6 separate regions of the Mus musculus genome follow, and regions 1, 3, 4, 5 and 6 are each linked to region 2. A link is a contact called in public HiChIP or PLAC-seq and promoter capture Hi-C data. All regions are on one chromosome and are shown on one strand. The core of a region is the stretch at or near the end of the contact, and the rest is flanking DNA. Distances in the headings are between cores, read along the strand shown.

Evidence for each region. Promoter capture Hi-C pulls out the DNA fragments that hold promoters and counts their contacts. HiChIP or PLAC-seq counts read pairs in DNA pulled down with a chosen protein or histone mark.
Region 1: a contact with region 2 is called in a promoter capture Hi-C map of pre-B cells, with 7 times the contacts expected there. The contact joins the promoter of Crybg1 here to the promoter of Pdss2 in region 2. A contact is called at or near these places in 3 of 39 promoter capture datasets (liver and pre-B cells), 1 of 15 datasets of contacts at CTCF or cohesin (large pre-B cells), 1 of 484 Hi-C or Micro-C datasets (pro-B cells) and 2 of 115 datasets of contacts at active chromatin or transcription factors (bone marrow-derived macrophages and large pre-B cells).
Region 3: a contact with region 2 is called in a promoter capture Hi-C map of pre-B cells, with 2.3 times the contacts expected there. The contact joins the enhancer-like site here to the promoter of Pdss2 in region 2. A contact is called at or near these places in 2 of 39 promoter capture datasets (the C10 cell line and pre-B cells), 1 of 15 datasets of contacts at CTCF or cohesin (large pre-B cells), 4 of 484 Hi-C or Micro-C datasets (B cells, the Ba/F3 cell line, pre-B cells and 1 more) and 3 of 115 datasets of contacts at active chromatin or transcription factors (bone marrow-derived macrophages, large pre-B cells and pro-B cells).
Region 4: a promoter capture Hi-C map of liver shows a contact between it and region 2, with 3 times the contacts expected there. The contact joins the promoter of Qrsl1 here to the promoter of Pdss2 in region 2. A contact is called at or near these places in 3 of 39 promoter capture datasets (hippocampal neurons and liver), 2 of 484 Hi-C or Micro-C datasets (CD4 T cells and palatal mesenchyme) and 2 of 9 other capture datasets (adipose tissue and liver).
Region 5: an H3K4me3 HiChIP or PLAC-seq map of bone marrow-derived macrophages shows a contact between it and region 2, with 5 times the contacts expected there. The contact joins the enhancer-like site here to the promoter of Pdss2 in region 2. A contact is called at or near these places in 4 of 484 Hi-C or Micro-C datasets (B cells, CD4 T cells, LSK cells and 1 more), 3 of 115 datasets of contacts at active chromatin or transcription factors (bone marrow-derived macrophages, large pre-B cells and pancreatic cancer cells) and 1 of 9 other capture datasets (adipose tissue).
Region 6: a promoter capture Hi-C map of pre-B cells shows a contact between it and region 2, with 2.5 times the contacts expected there. The contact joins the promoter of Ostm1 here to the promoter of Pdss2 in region 2. A contact is called at or near these places in 1 of 39 promoter capture datasets (pre-B cells) and 1 of 484 Hi-C or Micro-C datasets (muscle stem cells).

Annotation. Positions count from the first base shown.
Region 1 is chr10:44,147,188-44,150,285 of GRCm38.p6, forward strand. It overlaps Crybg1 (crystallin beta-gamma domain containing 1), which reads right to left and starts at 1,641. Exons shown (of 22, transcript NM_001368305.1): 1 at 1,406-1,641. The coding sequence starts at 1,572.
Region 2 is chr10:43,219,804-43,222,818 of GRCm38.p6, forward strand. It overlaps Pdss2 (prenyl (solanesyl) diphosphate synthase, subunit 2), which reads left to right and starts at 1,683. Exons shown (of 8, transcript NM_027772.2): 1 at 1,683-2,257. The coding sequence starts at 1,959.
Region 3 is chr10:44,068,268-44,071,736 of GRCm38.p6, forward strand. The region is part of intron 1 of Crybg1 (crystallin beta-gamma domain containing 1); the gene reads right to left. Among named protein-coding and RNA genes, the nearest start is that of Crybg1, 79 kb to the right of the region's middle. Within about 2 kb of position 1,749, at least 122 of the 459 cell types and tissues checked have an H3K27ac peak or open chromatin away from gene starts, as enhancers often do. A contact at or near this core is called in B cells, the Ba/F3 cell line, bone marrow-derived macrophages and 2 more, where this site is marked.
Region 4 is chr10:43,900,109-43,903,518 of GRCm38.p6, forward strand. It overlaps Qrsl1 (glutaminyl-tRNA synthase (glutamine-hydrolyzing)-like 1), which reads right to left and starts at 1,628. Exons shown (of 11, transcript NM_001081054.2): 1 at 1,506-1,628. The coding sequence starts at 1,529. It overlaps Rtn4ip1 (reticulon 4 interacting protein 1), which reads left to right and starts at 1,699. Exons shown (of 9, transcript NM_130892.5): 1 at 1,699-2,428. The coding sequence starts at 2,155.
Region 5 is chr10:43,996,874-44,000,167 of GRCm38.p6, forward strand. It overlaps Crybg1 (crystallin beta-gamma domain containing 1), which reads right to left. Exons shown (of 22, transcript NM_001368305.1): 4 at 179-2,474. Among named protein-coding and RNA genes, the nearest start is that of Gm40636, 30 kb to the left of the region's middle. Within about 2 kb of position 1,773, at least 80 of the 459 cell types and tissues checked have an H3K27ac peak or open chromatin away from gene starts, as enhancers often do. A contact at or near this core is called in bone marrow-derived macrophages, pancreatic cancer cells and regulatory T cells, where this site is marked.
Region 6 is chr10:42,677,445-42,680,533 of GRCm38.p6, forward strand. It overlaps Ostm1 (osteopetrosis associated transmembrane protein 1), which reads left to right and starts at 1,472. Exons shown (of 6, transcript NM_172416.3): 1 at 1,472-1,953. The coding sequence starts at 1,540.

The DNA of each region.
Region 1 (3,098 bases), core at 391-2,890, 930 kb after region 2:
ATCTGGCAGCTTAGAACAGCCTGTAACAGCAGTTCCAAAGGACCTGATGTCCTAGGGTGTCTGTGCAATGCGCACGTGCACACACACACACACACACACAGACAGACACACACACACACCATTAAAAGTAAATACTAAATTTAAAAATAGAGAGAAAATACTAGTGAAAAATACTGTATCTGTATTGTCTATACAACTATTTTTCCTTGACATTATTTCCTAAGTAAGATATTTCACCACCACGTATACAGCACTTATAGCATATTCGGTATTAAGAATGTTCTAGAGATGATGAGGGATGGGGAAGGAAGCTGTGATGGCAACACAGCCTGAATTCCCAGTGCCCGGAAGGCTGTGGAATGAGGGTGAAGGTTCCGTTGGGTCTGGGCTAAACCTGGGACTCTAAGTGATAATGAAAACAACAACAATAAAGTCTGTGCTAGGACCTGGGCGCAGTGGAAGCTGCACTGATCATCTGGCCGTCTGCTTTGAACTTCTAGAACTTCCTCCCAGGTGGAGTGAAATGCTTGTAAAGATGCCCAGACTAGAAAAATATCCCAAGGGCTGGCAAGTACATTTGTTTCCAGAGCTTTTGTTAACACAGAGTTCCTCGGAGTTCTGAAGGACAGAATGAAGTGTTTCCTGATGGCCTAAAACACAGAAAGGTTCGAGAAGGAAAATCTACTTGTCACTTTGGTATCAGTTTGTTTTCTCTTGAATAAAATACCAAGAGTCGTGTGTTATTACATTTTGATAGACAGGAAACTAACCATCAATTCTGATAGGATAACTGAAAGTTACACATGCACAATAAAACCAACACACACACACACACACACACACACACAATCTATGTATAATTTAAAACAGGAGCCAAGTTTTTTTCCTTTTGGTGTTGAGACGTGAACCTTGGGACTGTCACAAGCTGGGCCAGCACCCTGTCACTAAGGTACAGTCGCAATCCTTATATTTTAAGAACGAGGTACTCCCTGGTTTGGCTACTCACTGAGTCTCTGGGGGACATTTACCCCAAGGCCACCTTTTCTCTATCCATTTAATAGAGTCAGCTAGCCCCTCTACTTCCTCCTCCTCTGGATCTGTGAGAATAGTGGAGACTAATATCCATGAACATGAGGTACTTTACGATTAAGGCGCTAAAATTAGAGTATTTCCAGAGCTCCAAGGCATTCCTAAAGGCATTCATTTTTGATTCCAACCCTTGGCTGCCCTGCTTTTCTCAGCTGCAGGTGCAGACTTAAGAAAGTCAAAACTAAGGTCCCATGAATGAGACTCTAGAGTACAGGCTGAGGGTCCTGGACCCTGTGGTATAGTTTCGGGGCGGGACGAACTTTGCAAAACCGGCTGAGCCACGGAGCAGGAGGGGATCGGAACACTCAGCGCTTACCTGGTCTCCCCGAAAGCCCCGGGCGGGTGAGGGATAAACACCCCACAGCTGGACGATGGAGACTGCTTCTTCTTGGAGCGCCAGATATGGAAGGTGGGGTGTTTCTTGGGGGCCTTGGACGGGCTGGCCTCCCTGGGGTCGCCCTGCGATGGTGGCGACAACGGCATCTCCTCTTGTGCCTCTTCTGCGGGCTCAGACTCAGTCCTCCCCGGGGCCCAGCGGTGCTGGAAGAACTCACCTGGGCGCTCGCTTGCCTGCCCTATCACGCTCGGCGCCGGACCCCGCCCCCTTGCCCCTGCGAGGGACAGTGGAGGGTTAAAGGACAGCGACTAAGCAAGGCTGGGAGGCGGGAGCTGGCTGGGTCGCTCCACAGTGCCCCCGCGCGGCCAGGTGCAGAGGTCTCGGGAGCCTCGGGTACCACAATCCCGCCCCTCGCCCCCGGATGCGGCGCAGCGCCGCCCCCTACCGGACATGTCGGGAACTGCCCCCCCCCAACCGGAGCCTGGTCCGGTTTCTGTAATAGCAGGGGTGCAGCTGCAGTGGGTCACCCACTGGAGTTCCTTGGCAGCTCTTGGCAATCCGGCTGGCTGGGTGAGTGGCTGCTTAGCCAACCCCATCTGGAGAAGGATGGGAGAGGCACGTCCCCTGTCCAGGCCGCCCAGCAATTAGGACTCCTTCACTCTGGGTGGTTTGGGCAATCACGTGCTGGGCGGTTTGTGATGCTGTTTGTAAGCACGGGAGTGCCAACTTCTCCACTCTCCTCAAGAGTCTGAAGAATTAGTTTGGATTCGCATCCCGTAAAGCATCAAGGGATTAAAAACCACACGGAGAAGGACATTAGCGAAGCTTTGCAGTTCTGAAAGGGCTCAATATACGCCTCACAGTGAATTGAACGTCAGACCCATAAGGTATGCGTCACATCTTTTACTGCTAGTAACTTTCTTTACTTAAGCAGCACTAATATGCAAAGGCAGTGGTATTAAGCGAAGGAAGTTCAGTAACAATCCTTTGGACATCATTAACATACGAAGAGGCTTAAGACCACTGCTCTAAAACGGAATGCCACCACGCTGCAAAGCCTTCTTCTTCGCTTCTTTGCAGATGCAGCTCATGATTTCAATCCTTCACTTACTCATCCAGAGAACATGCATTATTATTCCATTATTTTCTTTACGTTTGTTACAAGATATAGACTACATTGTGGTTAAAGCATACAAATCATGGTGGGCCCAGGAACACATGCCTGTTATTCCAGCACTTGAGAGGCAGAGGCAGACAGATCTCTGTAAGTTTCAGGCCACCCTGGTGGTCTACAGAGTGAGTTCCTGGACAGCCAGAGCTACACAGAGAAACCTTGTCTCAATAAACCAAAACCAAAACAAACCAAAAAACATAACAAAAATGAAACAAAACAACAACAAAAGGAAAGAAAATACCTCCACTCGGTATTAGTGTGTGAAAATTATTTATATTCTTGCTTCTGGCCATTAAAAAATGTGTACTCCTATTGCATGGTATGACTATCCCATAGTCAACTGTGGGTGGACATATAGATTGTTTTCATGTTGGAGTTATTATAAGTAAAGCTGGTGTGGTCCTCAGACATAAGCATTCATTTCTATTGGAGACACACACAGGGGTTCAAACTCAGTAAGAGGATGTGCATATATGCTCAGCACTGGTGAATCCTGCA
Region 2 (3,015 bases), core at 433-2,932:
GATTTTATTGCTAGGAATCTTACATAGGAACTCCCTTATGGGGAGACTGTTTTTAAATATAATTCACCTTTAATTAATATGCTGTTTTATCTATGGAGCCCTCACTCTGGAGCCCTGGCTAGCCTAGAACTGGCTATGTAGACCAGGCTGCTCTTGAACCTAGAGATCCTTCTGCCTCTGCCTCCTGAGTGCTTGTAAGCACCACCATTCCTGGCTCAAAAACAGAATCTTTAAATCACAGGAGACTTGGCACTCAAAGGGAGTTTGCCGCTAAACCTTCTGTGGCTAAAAGCATCTTGTGTGAACAATTTCTCTTTGTTTTTCTAGTTCATTTACATAATGTGAGCTTAAAAAATACCAACTATGAATTTTGAAAGCTCACATGAATTTTAAAAACCATTCCTGAGTGTAAAATGTAGGTAACAAGTCGTTTATTATTTTTATATTACTGATCTTAATGTTACTTTTTTCTTCCCAAGGGATTGAATTTAAGGTTTTGTAATTTTTAATTTTTTTATGATTAACAAGGACTTCAACACTTGTTTTGTCTAATTAGAAAGGGCAAGATGCTAGACGTGCTTGAATAGGTGGCACCCGAAGAGCAGAGTGGCCCTCTGGCCCTCGTCTGTAATCCCAGGACTTGAGAGGTGGATGGGGTCAAGAAGTTACAGGTCAGTTTGCTACACAGTAAGAAGTCTCAGGCCACTGTGGCCTAGGGGAAAAAAAAAACGTTCCATCCAACACTGAAAGCGTCGTCACACTGACAATTTTACTTTAGCAATGAGAAAGAATTTTTGGTAACATATTACTTAATGTTGTGGTTAAGAGTATGTATTCAAATAACCAAATTGTTAGGTCGGGTATGTGGTTCCGAAGTAGAGCACTAGCCTAGCATTACTGCATGAGGCCTGGCCTCTATCCCTAGTACCCAAAGGAGAGGAGAAAAAAAGATACCAGATCCTCTAGGTTCACATTTTGCTTAATGTGACCATAACAACTTACAATTTGGCTGTGCCTCATTCCGTTCCCCCCCATCCCCCCTAAAATCCGGGGAATAGTATTATCTTTAAAACTCAACAAAAGATTAAGTGAGCTAATATGTGAAATGCACTCATGCCAGTGAATTTTCAGTCCCGGAGCAAGCGACGTTTCATTCCATTCTCACAGCATCCTTATTTTCTGGATTTTTCACAGAAATCCTGGCACTTCGGCCAGGAAGCTGAGGGAAGCAGGGCTCAGCCTCACCGATCCACTTGCGTTCCAGCTCTGGGGGGGCCGCGGAGGAGACGTCGTCGCCCAGCTAGCGGGGCCGCCCTCCCGGGTCCGCGGCCCCCACCAAGGGCCTAAGGCGCCCAGGAGCAAAAGGCTTCCGGACGAGCCTGCGCCACGGGCCTACGATCTCGCCGCGGACCCACGATACAGACATTTATTTACATAAGCTTCACTCTGCGTTGGGCCGGGAGAAACGCTGCAGAGACCCCGAGAGCGCCTAGATCCAGGGCTAGCGGGGTGCCAAAGGGCGGACACCGACGTCCTGGGGCACAGGCTCCCTTCCATCTCTCGCCTTCCGGTCATCACTGAGGGTCCGCCCCTTAGTGGGGAGGTCCCAGCTGTGCCGTAAAGTAAAGAGCACTCTTTGCCGCTCATCAGCCCGCCCCTATCTTTACGGCAGGCCGCATTTCATGCCTCCAACATGGCGCCCCCCATGTAGGCACTGGCTGTGGTTACCAGCGCAGGTATCCAGTGCAGTTCTGAGCAGCCGCTGGGGTTACGCCAGTCTGCGCTGCAGAAGCAGCAAACGTTATTCCTGGTTACGGCTCCAGAAAGCCATACTTCTCTGAGGGTTTGGAATCGCCGTCTCCTGTTAGATTCTGAAAGTTTCTCCTCAGCCCTTGTTTGCTTCCCGTGTCATTTCTGGCCACCTTCCTCAGGTCCCCGACCCTCTCAGACTCAAAACTATGAGCCTCCGGCAGCTGCTGTTGCGCTTGTCCGGTTACCTCGGGGCTTCAGGTCCCCCCAGTCGCCACTGGTGGTACTTCAGATCCCTCGACAGCATCTCCTCGGCGGGCTCCTGGCGCGGGCGCTCCTCCAGGTCACCGGCCCATTGGAACCAGGTGGTGTCCGAGGCGGAGAAGATCGTGGGCTACCCCGCATCCTTCATGAGCCTGCGCTGCCTGCTGAGCGACGAGCTCAGCAATATCGCCATGCAGGTGCGGAAGCTGGTGGGGACGGGACACCCTCTGCTTACCACTGCCAGGTGAGCGACCCATGGTAACTCTGGGTCTGGCCAGTTCCTTGATTCTAACTTTCTTTTGAACTTTTAAGGTATTCTTTGGTGTCCCTTTAACATTCTTCTACTTGGCCCAGGATAAATGGTTTTCGTAAAAGAAAAACTTGAACGTGTTTTACAGTTTCTCTTCACTTTTAGAGATGCAGATGCTTCATGGCTTGTCAAGGTATCAGAGATGTATACTTATTTAGTCACAGTCAAGAAGTGGTATTTTAAAAATGGAATAGAGCCGGGCAATGGTGGTGCATGCCTTTAATCCCAGAGCTTGGGAGGCAAAGGCAGTGCGATCTCTGAGTTCAAGGCCAGCCTGGTCTACAGAGCAAGTTAAGCTGTTTACCTACAGAAAGATTAAGACAAGAGAGACAGGCAGAATAGACAGCTCCGGGCAGTGGTGGCGCACGCCTTTAATCCCAGCACTTGGGAGGCAGAGGCAGGCGGATTTCTGAGTTCGAGGACAGCCAGGGCTACACAGAGAAACCCTGTTTCAAAAAACAAACAAACAAAAAAACCCCCAAATATCCAGGTATTGGACTATCTAGATTGAAGTCAGTTTCCTCTGACGCTTTTACCACTTAATGCCAGACTAGTGTTAAACTTGTCACTAGGGTTTAAAAAAAAATTTATCACTTAAAAAACAACTCATACCTCATGTTTCGTAGTTTATTTCAAGCACACAGAAAAGTTATGAGAATAAAACTAGTACAAAGAGGATTAGGGGAGATGTC
Region 3 (3,469 bases), core at 499-2,998, 850 kb after region 2:
AGAAAAGACACCCACACCCTGAAACAGTATCATTTCTTATAAATTGGGGCAGTAGAGCAAAATTGTATAGATAGTCTACTGTCCTTAATACTGATCTTTGGAGTAAAATATATATATTTATTTATTGGAGATTGAAGAGATGAAAATGTTCTCGTGTGCCCCCTATGAGAGTGAAGGCAGGTGTCCAAGAACTGAGCTGTCTCTTCTATTGCACCATCCATGTTAAATGGTCCAAAGATGGCAAAGCTGTTTGTTCTTTCTACATATTTTGCTTGTGAGCCAATCCTTGCCTGTTTATAGTACAGGATCCTTTCCCCTCTAAGTAACCCAAAATCTAGCTCAGAGAAACCAATAAAAAAAAATGTTTATTAACATATAAACTAAGAAGAGCTCCTGAGCTTAATCAGTGAACTCAACTGCTTCTAGATTCTGTGGCTTCTCCAGTTCCAGACATCACAGAAATGCCAGGCTATCTTCTTGTGCATCTTCCTCAGAAATGAGGAAATATCCCAAAAGCCATTTCTTGTCACATGTCATTACACGACAAACCAGTTCCTGGACCTGCTCCTTTGAGCCTGGAGCCTGAAGGACACTGTGTCCATTCAGAGAACAGACATCTGACAAACCTAGGATTCTATTAGGAAAGAATGAGTGGGGAGAGGCAAAAACGGATGCTCTCTACCTGCTGCCCGGCTTTCTCGTGAAACAAGCTCCCCACACTTACTGTAACACTGATACAGGTAGAGTCAGGCCATGTTTATGACTGAATCTGAGGCATCGAAGTAGAAACCCATGTGATTTAGGCCTCACAGTAGGCTGAACCCAGGATGCCTGTCTGCTTGCTCCTTTCACTCATGGTATACACTAGTAAGGCTTAGCATGGACCCAAGGGTTGATTCTGTTTGGTAAGCCTGTACTCGTGATCTCCCGGACTCAAGATACACACCGTCCTGAGGCAGGTCTCTTATCAGTGGCCAGAGGAGGAGAGAGCTATCGTTTGCAGTCCCAGGGAAGGGCCTGGCCTAGTGCTCTTCTGAAACAGGAAGTGCTGTCTGAGGCACACTCATTACTTCAGACCTGCCTCTGAGGGAGGAGGAGATACCAGTGACTTCCCTTTCCTCATGACCCAGATCCAAACAGCAGCCACGCACCTGGCCACTCCAATCATCATCTCACACGCTGCTCCAGGACTTAGGTGAGCGGGAATGAAAGGCCAGGAGATGTGTGGGCCCAGAGGTCATCATGAGGCAGGCTTAGCTGCAGGGCAGCCTTTCACACACCTCAGATGCTCCTATCACCTGTAAGGACTCCTCACTTCCTCTAGATGCCTCAGCCACAGTAAAGTTATTGTACAAGTGTTTATCCTAAAACACAGTGCCTTCAATCCCAGCACCCAGGAGTCAGAGGCAGAGGCAGGAGAATTTCTGTGAGTTCCAGGTCAGCTTGGTCTAAATAATGAGTTCCAGGATAGCTACAAAGTGAGACCCTGTCAAAACGAAAACCAAACAAACACAACACAACACAACACAAAACAAACCCACAACCCCAAGACTGTAGGGTAATGGCCTAAAATACAACCTACAAGATGGTTTCTTTCTACTACATAGAAAGAAAACACTGGGAGTCATGCAGAAGCTTTATAGATTCTGGGAATCTTATCACTGTCATCTATCTAGCCATGCCAGATATCAACATGCATAAAAAGGAACAAACCCACACCCCCACCTCTGGAGGTCTGTGAGGCCTAGGGCTATAACACACTCAGTTCTGAAGAACAGTTGCATAAGGACTAGACACTTAAAATCTCCCTAGCCTAAAAGCCAACCTTGATAAATGTTTGCAACAGCAAAAGCCAATTGGAAAGTTGGGTACTTTTTCATGCCTAATGAAGTAAATTTTAGTTTCACTCCTAACAATTAGGCTAGAGGAACCATAAGAAAGGCTAAATGTTGCCAGGCAGTGGTGGCACACGCCCTTAATCCCAGCACTTGGGAGGCAGGGGTAGGCAGATTTCTGAGTTCGAGGCCAGCCTGGTCTACAGAGTGAGTTCCAGTACAGCAGGGCAATACAGTGAAACCCTGTCTCGAAAAACCCAAAATAAATAAATACATAAATAAATAGGCTACAATAGAGCAAGGGAGGATTTGTGAGAGAGTTTGGAGGGAAGAAAAGAATGGGGGAAATAATATAATTATATTGTAATCTAAAATAAAAGCTATTAAAAAAAATAAAACAGTCATTACTGGACAACAATCGTTTTGGTTAATAAAACAAAATTAAATCCTCTAAAACTGCCATCTTGCAATGGAGTCTTAACAGAACCTGTTTATTAATTTGATAATTATAATAATTTCTAAATTTTTTTCTTTCTTCTCATGAGACAGAGTCTCACTGTGAAGCATTGGCTGGTCCGGAACTCACTATGGAGACCAGGCTGGCCTTGAACTCCTAACACTCCATCTGGTTCTGTGTGCTTCATCATACTGGGCTTAATTAAAGTCTTTCCTGTTTCCCTTTTAAGGGGCAGATATTACTCTGCCTTAGTCAATATTTGTTAAGTGCTTGCATTTACTCAGGGTCATGGCTAAGAGTGGGAAACAGCTGTCAGCTCCTTTCACTTTATCCTTCCTGTTTTCCTTCATTTGAGTTTCTTTTGCAAAACCAGAGAGACCATCTCCCTGCAATTGATTTTGTTAAAAATAATGGTAAGGTTGTATCCTTGCTAGTGAATCCTCTTATGTTAGAGAGCCACATACCTTTTCTCAGAAAAATCCCTGAAGCTTACGTAAAACAGTGTTGGGCTCTTTAAAAAAGAAAACAGCCCAGTACAGATAGGTAAGGGGTGGGAATCCTCAGCCTGTGGCCCACACTTCTGCTGTCCTCCTAGCTCCTGGAGCAGACAGATGTGCACTGCTTTGTGTTATAGTGGGTAGGGATTAATGCAGAGCTCAAAGTGCCCGAGTAAGTGCCTGGGACTGGTTATAGAAGTGGCTCAGCTAGGCTCACAACCAACACAGCTGCATTGACTGACGGGGCGTATAAACTGATGCTGTACTGCCCTCTGCCGTCTGAACAAGTATTATTAGTGAGTTCTCCTAACCTTATAGTTATTGAAAAGGAAGTTACCTAAAGGTACCTCTGTGTGCATCAAGGCATTTCCCAGTTAGAGCCTGAAACAGTATATAATACAGCCACTCTTATGAACAAGACACTGGTTAGAAGTGAACATAAATGTACTGGCTACACACACACACACACACACACACACACAAGGGCAGGGGAGAATGTGGTATTTCTTTAGTTCAGCTGCTAAGTGGTAGAGAAAAACCTTCTGGGTAGGACCACCCCCTCTAACATTAGACTCTATGTTAGATTATGGCCCCACACCCGCAGATAATACCAGATCTGACCTTGAAAATTCCCCTGGGGATTACTTGATGTAATCTATTCGGTACAGTCTTGAAAAGAC
Region 4 (3,410 bases), core at 378-2,877, 680 kb after region 2:
AGATACGAGCCTGGGCAGGGCTTCTGAAGCTTTTTCTACTCACAATCCTTTTGTGCTAGACAAGCTTTGCAAAGCACAGGTATACTGAGATACAAAGTAGGTATACAAGGCATTAATTGCTAAATCATAAAGGATTTGATTTTAGAACCATTCTATGGAGTCTAGAGTAGTGCCTCAGCAGCTAAGAGCACTGGCTGCTCTTCCACAGGCCCTGAGTTCAAATCCCAGCACCCATAAGGCAGCTCTCAACCACTTAAGACTGTAGTGACATGGGATCTGATACACTCTTCTGGTGTGCAGACATACATGCAGTCAAAAGACCCATATACAATAGATAAATAAATAAATAAATATAGATATTTACAAAATTATTTGGTGTACATAATTCTACTATTAAAGATGAAAGTAAACCTGCATACCAATAAATGCATAGACTTGCTTATTTTTAAATAAAGAATTAAATCCTGGCTGTAGGTTTCCTCAACGTTTTTCATTTTTTTTCAGTTTACCAATATTTTGATTTGATATATCAGTGCTGAGAACACCACTTTGCATAAATATGTTGTACAAAATTGTAGGAGCATGTTTAGCGCCATATTGGGAAAAAGCTGAATAATCTCACATCAAAACTTATTTAGTGATTTTTGAATGAGACTCAAGTCAATAACTCAGCCATTTTTAGAATCAAGCACCTTAAAGCAACAAATCCCAAAGATGCACGCATTTCACACTTAGGGTATGACAAGCTGAAAAACGATTTAGTAAAATATTAAAAGGTTTTGCTTTCTGAAATTAAATAATTATGTTTCTACAAGTTTAGAAAAGTTGCTCATATGTTAAATCTTAATAAACAATACTCTCGATTCTGAGTTGAGATGTTTCCGGCAGCATTTGCTGGGCAGTGCACACATACCCTGCTGCAGAGAGTCGTGAGGAAGCACCGCTGGGTGCGGTCAGAAACACCTTGAACTCACAACTCACAGTTTGATTTTTGAATTAACTTTGCCCACTGTCTCAGGAACACTCCTCCTTCCCTTTCAAAACTGCTGTCACATTTTCTCCTACATTTGTGGTTGCGACCTACAGCTTAAGTAGATGTTCAAACACGATGTGGTAGAAATCCTAGTTTTTTTTTGTTTTTTTTTTTAAGCCACCAATTTTTTTGTTTGTTTCAAATGTGCATGCTACAAAACCGCCCCGTCCCTAAGCGAGCACAGCAGCGACGGGACTGAGATGGCTTGTCTGAGAAACCTCTCCCTAATCGCGCGGGTTGACTGTCGTTCCACTCCACGGCTCAGGGGTTCAAACTTTTTGACGTTCTGACTCTAGGGGATTGACTCAGCGTGTACGGTAAGAGCTTAGGTTCGAATCCCACTTCCCACTCAGGAATGTAGGCGGTCGGGGGGGGGGGGCGTGCCGTGCGGCGTGACCCGGGGCGACCTTGAACTTCCGAGTCCTCCAGTGTCTCAGCCCTCCCTGGTCCCCTCCTGGCCATGTCCACTCACTTCTCGGAGAGTCCGGCCCAGCATAGCCCTCGGAGTCAGCCGGTAGCACCGGGTCCCGGAACAGAGGAAGGAGTCAATCTCTGCCACCGGCGTTACATGGGCGCAGACATCTTGGCTCCTCTTTAACAACGAGCGCCTGGATTGGTCGAGTTCCGGGCGGCGGAAATGATCTCTGCACACGATTGGCTCGCGCGCCGGCGACCGGAGGCGCGCGGACAGGCAAGGAGACCGCGGCCGGGGTCGTGTCAGGAATCCGCCTGACCTAGGAATTGCTAGCCTTGTTTGCTTGTCCCTCTGAGGACTCCCTGCTTGCTTGCTTTTTTTTCCTTAAGGGGAAGGAGAGCGTAAGGAAGGAATGGCCAGTGTACTGACTGGACGCCAACTGGGACATTTCTGACGTGGGGAGCACAGTAGCAATTCTATTTTAATTCCGTCGCGGCTTTAGGTTGAGTTTGCTTCTGAAAGCTCCCCCTCGCTTAATTGACCTGTGGGTTTGGCAGATTTTGGCTGAATTGAAATGTGTTAGTTTGACCTGCTTCAGGTCCTTTCTCTCCACCGTCGCACCCCCCACCCCCGCTCCTCCTTTCTTTTTTCTTTTTCTTTTTTTCTTTTCTTTTTTTCGAGGAAACGTTCTCCATCCCTGCTCAGGATGGGCGTTTTGAAGACCTGTGTACTTAGAAGAAGTGCTTGTGCCGCCGCCTGCTTCTGGAGAAGGACAGTTATCCCAAAGCCACCATTTAGAGGCATTAGTACTACGTCTGCGAGGAGCACTGTCATGCCCGCTTGGGTGATAGATAAATATGGAAAGAATGAAGTCCTTCGATTCACCCAGAACATGATGTTACCTATCATACACTATCCAAATGAAGTCATTATCAAAGTCCACGCTGCCAGTGTAAATCCTATAGATGTTAATATGAGAAGTAAGTTGTCCGGGTTTGTTTGGTTTTAAATCAAAATTCACTGGGCACACAGGTGTTTTGTTGTTTTTCTTTTGAAACAAGGGGTCGTTGTCTAGCCCAGGCTGGCCTCCAATTCATTGTATACCACTGACTAGTCTCCACTCTGCCGCCCTCCTGCTCTGCCTCTCCAGGCCTGGGATTTAGCAGGTGTAGACCACACCTAGTTAATAGACTACATTTAGGTTGGCGTGAGGGAGTCATTTAGGTTTCTTATTACATGTATTTATTTTGTGTTTGGGTGTGTGGAACAGGGCCCAAGTGGAGGTCAAAGGACATCTTGTGGGAGTGAGTTTCTTCCTTCTACCAGGTAGGCTCCGGGCATTAAACTGACCACCAGGCTTGGTAGCAAGCACCACTATAGGCAGAGCCATCTGGTTTCTGATACTATCCCTGCAAATATTTACGACGTTTTGTTGTCACAACTGCTAAGGTATACTTTAATCTTTTATTAAATGTGTTTGTTTCCTTTCACATATGAGTTGGGACCGAGAAGTGATATCTACAGTTAATTTGCTCTGTGGTAATTTTAGGGTCCAGCACAGGCTCCAGAGTTTGGCTATGTTTCCCCATCAGTTCAGAGTCTGGGTCTATGTAATTCCTGTATCCTTCTTGCTGTCCCACGGTTCACAGCTTCTGTTATAGGCCCAGTGTACCAAGCAACAGAGCAGAACTCCTGATAGGGGCACAGCATCCTCGTCATTTCTCATATCCCCATTCCCCACTCCCCACCTCCAGCTTAAATGTGTTTTCTTGTTATACACCCGCTGAAGCTGGGATAATGTTATCCTAATTTCTCTTGCTGGGTCATATTGAACAGCTTGGGGAGAGCATTCCTTAAATGTATTCTTATATTCTATACTGTGGTTCTATTATAGTGGTGAACAAATTGATTTGTATTTATAAATTACTTTAATTCTGGAAAAAACTGGCAAAAATATTGTCA
Region 5 (3,294 bases), core at 523-3,022, 780 kb after region 2:
ACTAAATCCAGGACAGCCAGAGCTACACAAAGAAACCCTGTCTCAAAACAAAACAAAAGGTACATGGTAAACAAATAGAAACTTATTGCACATGTACAACCCCTGTAAAAATACAACCTGAGCCCCTCACTGCCTCTAGGTTTAGAAACATCCCATCTAAATAAGAATTAGTACTTACCATAGAGTCTGATAAGGACATTCCAGAAAAGGAATGGCCTGGGTCATACCGGCTTGCTTTGAAAAGGCCCAGGAAGTCCGCGTCCACGCTCCCAACATTCGGCAGGTTTGACTTCAGAATACCTTCCACGCCATCGCTGTTCTTCAGTTTGGGTAAGTCTGAAAGGTTGTTTTCTGGCAATTGTAGGTTGCCCTGAGAATTCACATCTTCCTTGCTTCCCTCTTTTTGTGGGTACTTTTCCATGTGGCTGGAACCCAGACGAGATGTATTTGATGAATTGAAATTGAAGACCTTTAAGGAGTTGTGGGGTGCAAGGTGTGGCTGTTCTTTGTCTGAGCCACAGGGCAGGCCACCCTCCTTCCTGGGCTGTACCACTGATGACTGAGATACGGAGCTGTTCTGAGAAGTGCTAAAAGATGTGCTCATTGTGTTGACTGACGTCACGGAGGGAGAAAAGACTTTGTCTTGTGGCAGAGAAGAAAGCATGCTTGAGAAAAGCGTGCTGTTTTCTAGCCGTGACCTCTTAACGCCGCCGCTGTTGATGTCCCTGTTCTCCTTGTCACTTGCTTCTGAAGTGGTCTGTGGCTCGCTCTTCCCATTACTGTTAGTGTGCAAGGACTTGAAGACGATGCTCTGCTCGGTGGATGCACGCTTGGCTCTCAGTTTGGATATGGGGTCGTGGTTCTGCAACAAGTGCAAAGCTGGTGACACCTCTGCCAGGCTTTCCTTCTTCTTCCCTAAACCAATGGTGAACACGTTGGGATCAAACACCTTTTCCAAACTGTCCTCGTGAATGGGAGGCATAGCGAAGTGAGGGGCTGGAGAGTTTGGGACCCGGGCCTTCTTCTTTTTCTGGGGCACACATACTGCACTGTCCATCTTTTTAATAATTTCAGTGAATTTTTCCATATCAGAAGAAGAATCCAAGACACTATTGTCACTACCAGCAGAAATGTTCAAAAGCCTGGTAGGGGTAAGTGGGCTGGTCGCATCTTGACCTGGCCTTTGGGGGCCTTCTGCATGACTTCTGCTGCTGGGAGAGTGGGTGAGGATGAACTCCGCTGTCTGGGGCATCCCACTGCTGCTCTGGATGGGCGGAGCCTTCTCAGGTCCTGACTGTGTGATGTGTGGTCGAGACTGTGCCACATGTCCTTCTCTGTGATGGATGTCCTTGGGTGATGTGTCTGGTGCATCCTCGTGCTGCGGAACACAAGTGGTGACAGACACCACTTCAGGCTCATTACTGTGACAGCTTGGCAGCTGTGCCTCTCTAACTTCAGAGCTCTCTGAGATGACCTGAGAGCTCACATCCTGAGGATTCTCCACGGGAAGCACAAAGGACCGGACCTGGACGAGGACTTTGGAGGGACAGTCTTTCCCCATAGTTTCTGGGCTGTGCTCTGGAGTGGAAGGGGGACTGGCTTCTCCCACTCCAGGTTTGGAGATGGGAGTTTTCTCAGTGTGAGGAGAGACTGGCGAAACACACCCATTGTGGTTTTCTGACACTTCTAGAGCAGTGCAGGGAACACTGCATATGGGAACTTGAACACAGCCATCTTGGGGAGCGTCCACAGAAATGGGTGCAGAAGGCGGGAGAGATGACTCCCTAGCTGACTCAGCCGCTGAAGCTGGCTGTGAGTCAGAAAATGCATCCTGTGGCTTTGGGGGAGCCTCTCTGGCATCACAAATGGCAGCGATGTCCTGTGCAACATCACTTGTGTTGTTAAGGACGGGGCCTTTGCTGTCAGCAGCCTCTGGCTGGCCCTCTCCTGAGAGCTCAGAGTCCTTCACAGGAACCAGAGCAGTGGGCCCTGGGTGGGAAGGATAGGCAGTGTCTGTTTGTACATCCAGCTTATCACTTTGCTCAGGCTCAGGGCGGAGGACCTGATCCTTGGTGGACTCTCCTTCCCCTCCTCTGGTGGCTGGACGAATCTCTTCTCTGGGGACAGGGACTGCTGTGCCTTTCCCTTCTGCAGATGGCTCTTTGACCACCAGGCCATTCTGGTGGCTGGTTGACACAGCTTTCTTTTCGGGTTGCTCCATTTCTTTGGCCTTTTTGGCTAAGTTCAGCTTCGCCCTCCCAACAAATGTCTTACTAGAGGGAGGATTGTTCCTTGTGTTACGGACGTCGGGGTGGCGGGGGCTACTGTTAGCCCGCTTGTTTTCAAATAAGGAGATTTTGTTGGCTGTGTTCCCCTTATGAACTGGCTGGCTAAATGAGTTGTGCTCATTTCCCAAACTGTCAGGATTCTTCGGAGTTTTCAGATTTAGTTCCACATGTTTGGGTCTGGCGGGGCTGCAAGGACAAAGCAACAGGGCAGTTAGCAGCCTGGTGTTAAGTCGACATACAAACCAGCTGCCAAAGAGACCACAAAGTCCGCATCCCCTGGTGTGTATCTGCTTTCCCATGAAACTTCCTAAACAATCCTACAAACACTAGCACATATTTTTAATATAAAGTATCTTACCTACATATGACAGATGAGACTATAAATCTAAGAAACTATTAATTTACCAAGTATTCATATTCATTCACAGTGAGTGGCACTGAACTGGCAGACATTACAAGGTATAAGGAACAAATTTAAATACTTAATGCCTTCCCATATTTTAAATGCGCAGTATGTATTTATGCATGCATGCATGCATGTGTGAAGTCAGAGGACAACCATGGGTGTCAAGGTTCGACTTTGCTGAGACAGTCTCTCGATGTTCAGCACTGCACACCCAAGTTGTCAGGTCTGGGAGCTGCCAAGCTTTTCTTGGCTCCATCTTCCATCTCACTACGGGAATGCTGGGATTAGAGACACTCATTCCCATGACCACCTTTTCTATGGGTCTCAGGTCCTCACACTGTATCCACTGAGCTGTCCCTCTGAACATGGAAAGTGTTTTTAAATCTTTCCTAAACCTGCTGCTCATCAGCATTCTGCCTTATTCCCAGTGGTTTCATATGCATAAATATTTTACTAGAATGAAAATGGCAGTGTTCATAGGGCTTGCTTGGCTGCTTGCCTTTTGCTAAGACAAAAGGATGAGTTAACATTATAACTTCCAGGGTCCTAAGACTGACTTCCTTGGAATTTTACACAAACATTAGTAGAAGCAAATTTTTT
Region 6 (3,089 bases), core at 222-2,721, 540 kb before region 2:
GCCGCTGTGGATGCTAGCCCCCTGGAACCATGAACACAACACCTGCTGAACCATCTTGCTGGATGGCCCTACAATGGTTTTTTTCCTATCCTATTCTTTTTTTTCTTTCTTTCTCTTTTTAATTAATTAATTAATTATTTTACACTCCATATTTTATTACCCCCCCCAACTCTCCGACTGATCCACATCCCGTACCTCCTCCCCATACCTCTGTCTCTACATGGATGTCCCCACCCCTCACATCCTACTCTTGAGCACATTATATCCTGGCCTCTTGCTTTATTCCAGTGTCTACTGCAATGACTTATTAATAGGCTTTCTTTTGATTTGTTATTATGGTTCTCTCTCTCTCTCTCTCTCTCTCTCTCTCTCTCTCATGTCTCTGGGTTGACAGAATGCTTGCTTGCTTAGCACACACCAGGCCCTGGGTTTGGTCTCCAGCACCACAAACACCTGGCAATGGGGGTACATGGTGGCACTTTCAGCAGGGAGGCAGGAAGATCAGAATTTCAAGGCCATTCTCTGGTATAGCGCAAACATGTTTCTTAGTGTGTTAGAGAACTAGCCTGAGTTACATGAGGCTTGTCTCCAAGAAGAAAAATACCTATATGTATTAATATTATATAATGTATACATATTTATTATCATAACATATATTATACATTACATAATATACAATATAACATATTACAACATATCATAAAATGCTACGTGTCACATATTACATGTTATATATTAATATTACATATTATGTTACAATATGTTATGTAATATATGGTATAATAATCGTATAATATAGAATATATAATAATAACATAGTGGGGTATGCTCAAGTGTATGTATTAGGTAGGATTTCTATTGCGCTAAAACACTACACCCAGATCCGAGCCGTACACAGGTGTCACTAGTCAGATAGTTATATTTAAATTAAGTGACATTGGACAATTAGTTCTATCATCGTAGTAGCTACAATTCAAGGGTTCAGCTGCTACATGTGGGTAGTGGCTTCCCTATTAACTAAGACGTGGACTATATTCATCACCCCAGGAAGTTCTGTTCGGGGTAGATAGTTGAGAATTAAAATCAATCAATCAAGCCTTTTGAAGCCACAAGTTCCAAAACCAGAACTGCCAACGGATGTTATCCACTCTCCAGAGGAGATGAAGAAATTTTACTAATCCAGAGCCAATGAAAATGAACACCTGCCCAAACCATCAGTCTACTGGGTTTTTCTGGGAGCTCACTCGGCAGTCATCTCCCTGGAGTTCCAGCAACCAGAACAAACTCCACAGGCTCATGGAAGGCGGGGAACTGCAGGGTGCAGAGCGTGCAAGACGGAGGCCTGGGATGCACTGGGGTTGCAGCAGCTCTACAGACCTCCAAGCGGGGCGCGCTCACACCCGCGCGCCTCCGGAGGCAGGTGGGCGGGGCCGTGACGCACTCACCTCGTGACTCCACTCAGGGCCTGCGCCGGCCGAAGCCGGAAGCGGCTGCTGTCGGAAGCACCGGGCGAGCTATCTGTTACAGTCCGGCCCGGGGATGGCTCGGGACGCGGAGCTGGCGCGCAGTAGCGGGTGGCCGTGGCGGTGGCTGCCGGCGCTGCTGCTGCTGCAGCTGCTGCGGTGGAGGTGCGCCCTGTGCGCGCTCCCCTTCACCAGCAGTCGGCACCCAGGCTTTGCGGACCTGCTGTCGGAGCAGCAGCTGTTGGAGGTGCAGGACTTGACCCTGTCTTTGCTGCAGGGCGGAGGTCTAGGGCCGCTGTCACTGCTACCTCCGGACCTGCCGGATCTGGAGCCTGAGTGCCGGGAGCTGCTGATGGACTTCGCCAATAGCAGCGCCGAGCTGACCGCCTGTATGGTGCGCAGCGCTCGGCCCGTGCGCCTCTGCCAGACCTGCTACCCGCTCTTCCAACAGGTCGCAATCAAGATGGACAACATCAGCCGAAACATCGGGGTGGGTAGAGGAGCAGCCTCGGCACCTGGGGGGGGGGGGGGTTGGGAAAGTAAGGAAACGGCATTGGACGGTCTGTGGAGTTAGGGTATCAGAAACAAGCGGGTGACTTTAGGGGCTTATGGCTTGGAATGCTGTCCCCCTGGATGCTGTAAGCCGGCATCTTCTTGGGACAGGTTTGCTGGAACATTGCAGCGAACATACCCAGAGCCACCAGTTTCTATCAGTGTGACCTTTATTATTTTTCAAAGTATTGAGTTCGGTTCCATCCTGTTTATCAGCTTGTTCTCTGGCAAGTTAGTGACATTCTCTGCTTGTTTTCTCATCCGGAAAGTGGGGACAAAGAGAGGCCACACAAAGCGACATACAGTAATAGTTCGTGGTCGGTGAGTTGCCATTTTAGGATAGTCTGCCTTCTCTGTAACTCGAGAGCTTTCCTGGTCACTTGGAAGGTAATGTGAAGGACTTAATGAAGGCAAACCAAAAGAGGAAGACACAGTCTTTGCCTCTAAGAACTGTATAAATTAGGAAAGGATTACGGTGTCGGCCACCGTGAGAGTCACAGGGTTGCCTGGTAAAGGAAAAATAAGGAGGACACAGGGATTGGGGGTGGAAATGGTTCTTGCGTCCTGAGGGGCCAAGTAGTCTCATGAAAAATGTGGCTTCAGTTGCTTTAGAGGTCGTAATTGACTAAACTAAATAGAAATGTCAATAGGTGTATCTTGTTTTTAATCTAGCCTAATGTTACTAAGCAGATTTTTTTTTTTTTTGTAAATGGGGACATTCATTTGCATTAAGTAAAGTCCAGAGTCACTCTTTGTGGAAAGATTTGGCTTTCAAGGCAGTTTAAATAGGAGTGCATGCAGTATTTTTCAGATTCGCTCCTTTCTCTATGACTTTAATATGCAGCGTTGTATTTGATTTTGAGCAGTTACATTAAATAAGCTGTTTTTAGGGAGTCTTTTCATTCTATTTTAATTTAATTAATGTATTTATTTGTGATGAAGTTTCTTGTCGCCCTGACTGGCCTTGAACTCACCGAGTAGCAGAGGATCACTTGACCCCTCCTGCTTTCCCCTCCCAGGTGCCTAGATTACGGACGTGTCACTATGGTCTGGTTTTATGCAGCTGTGAATAGA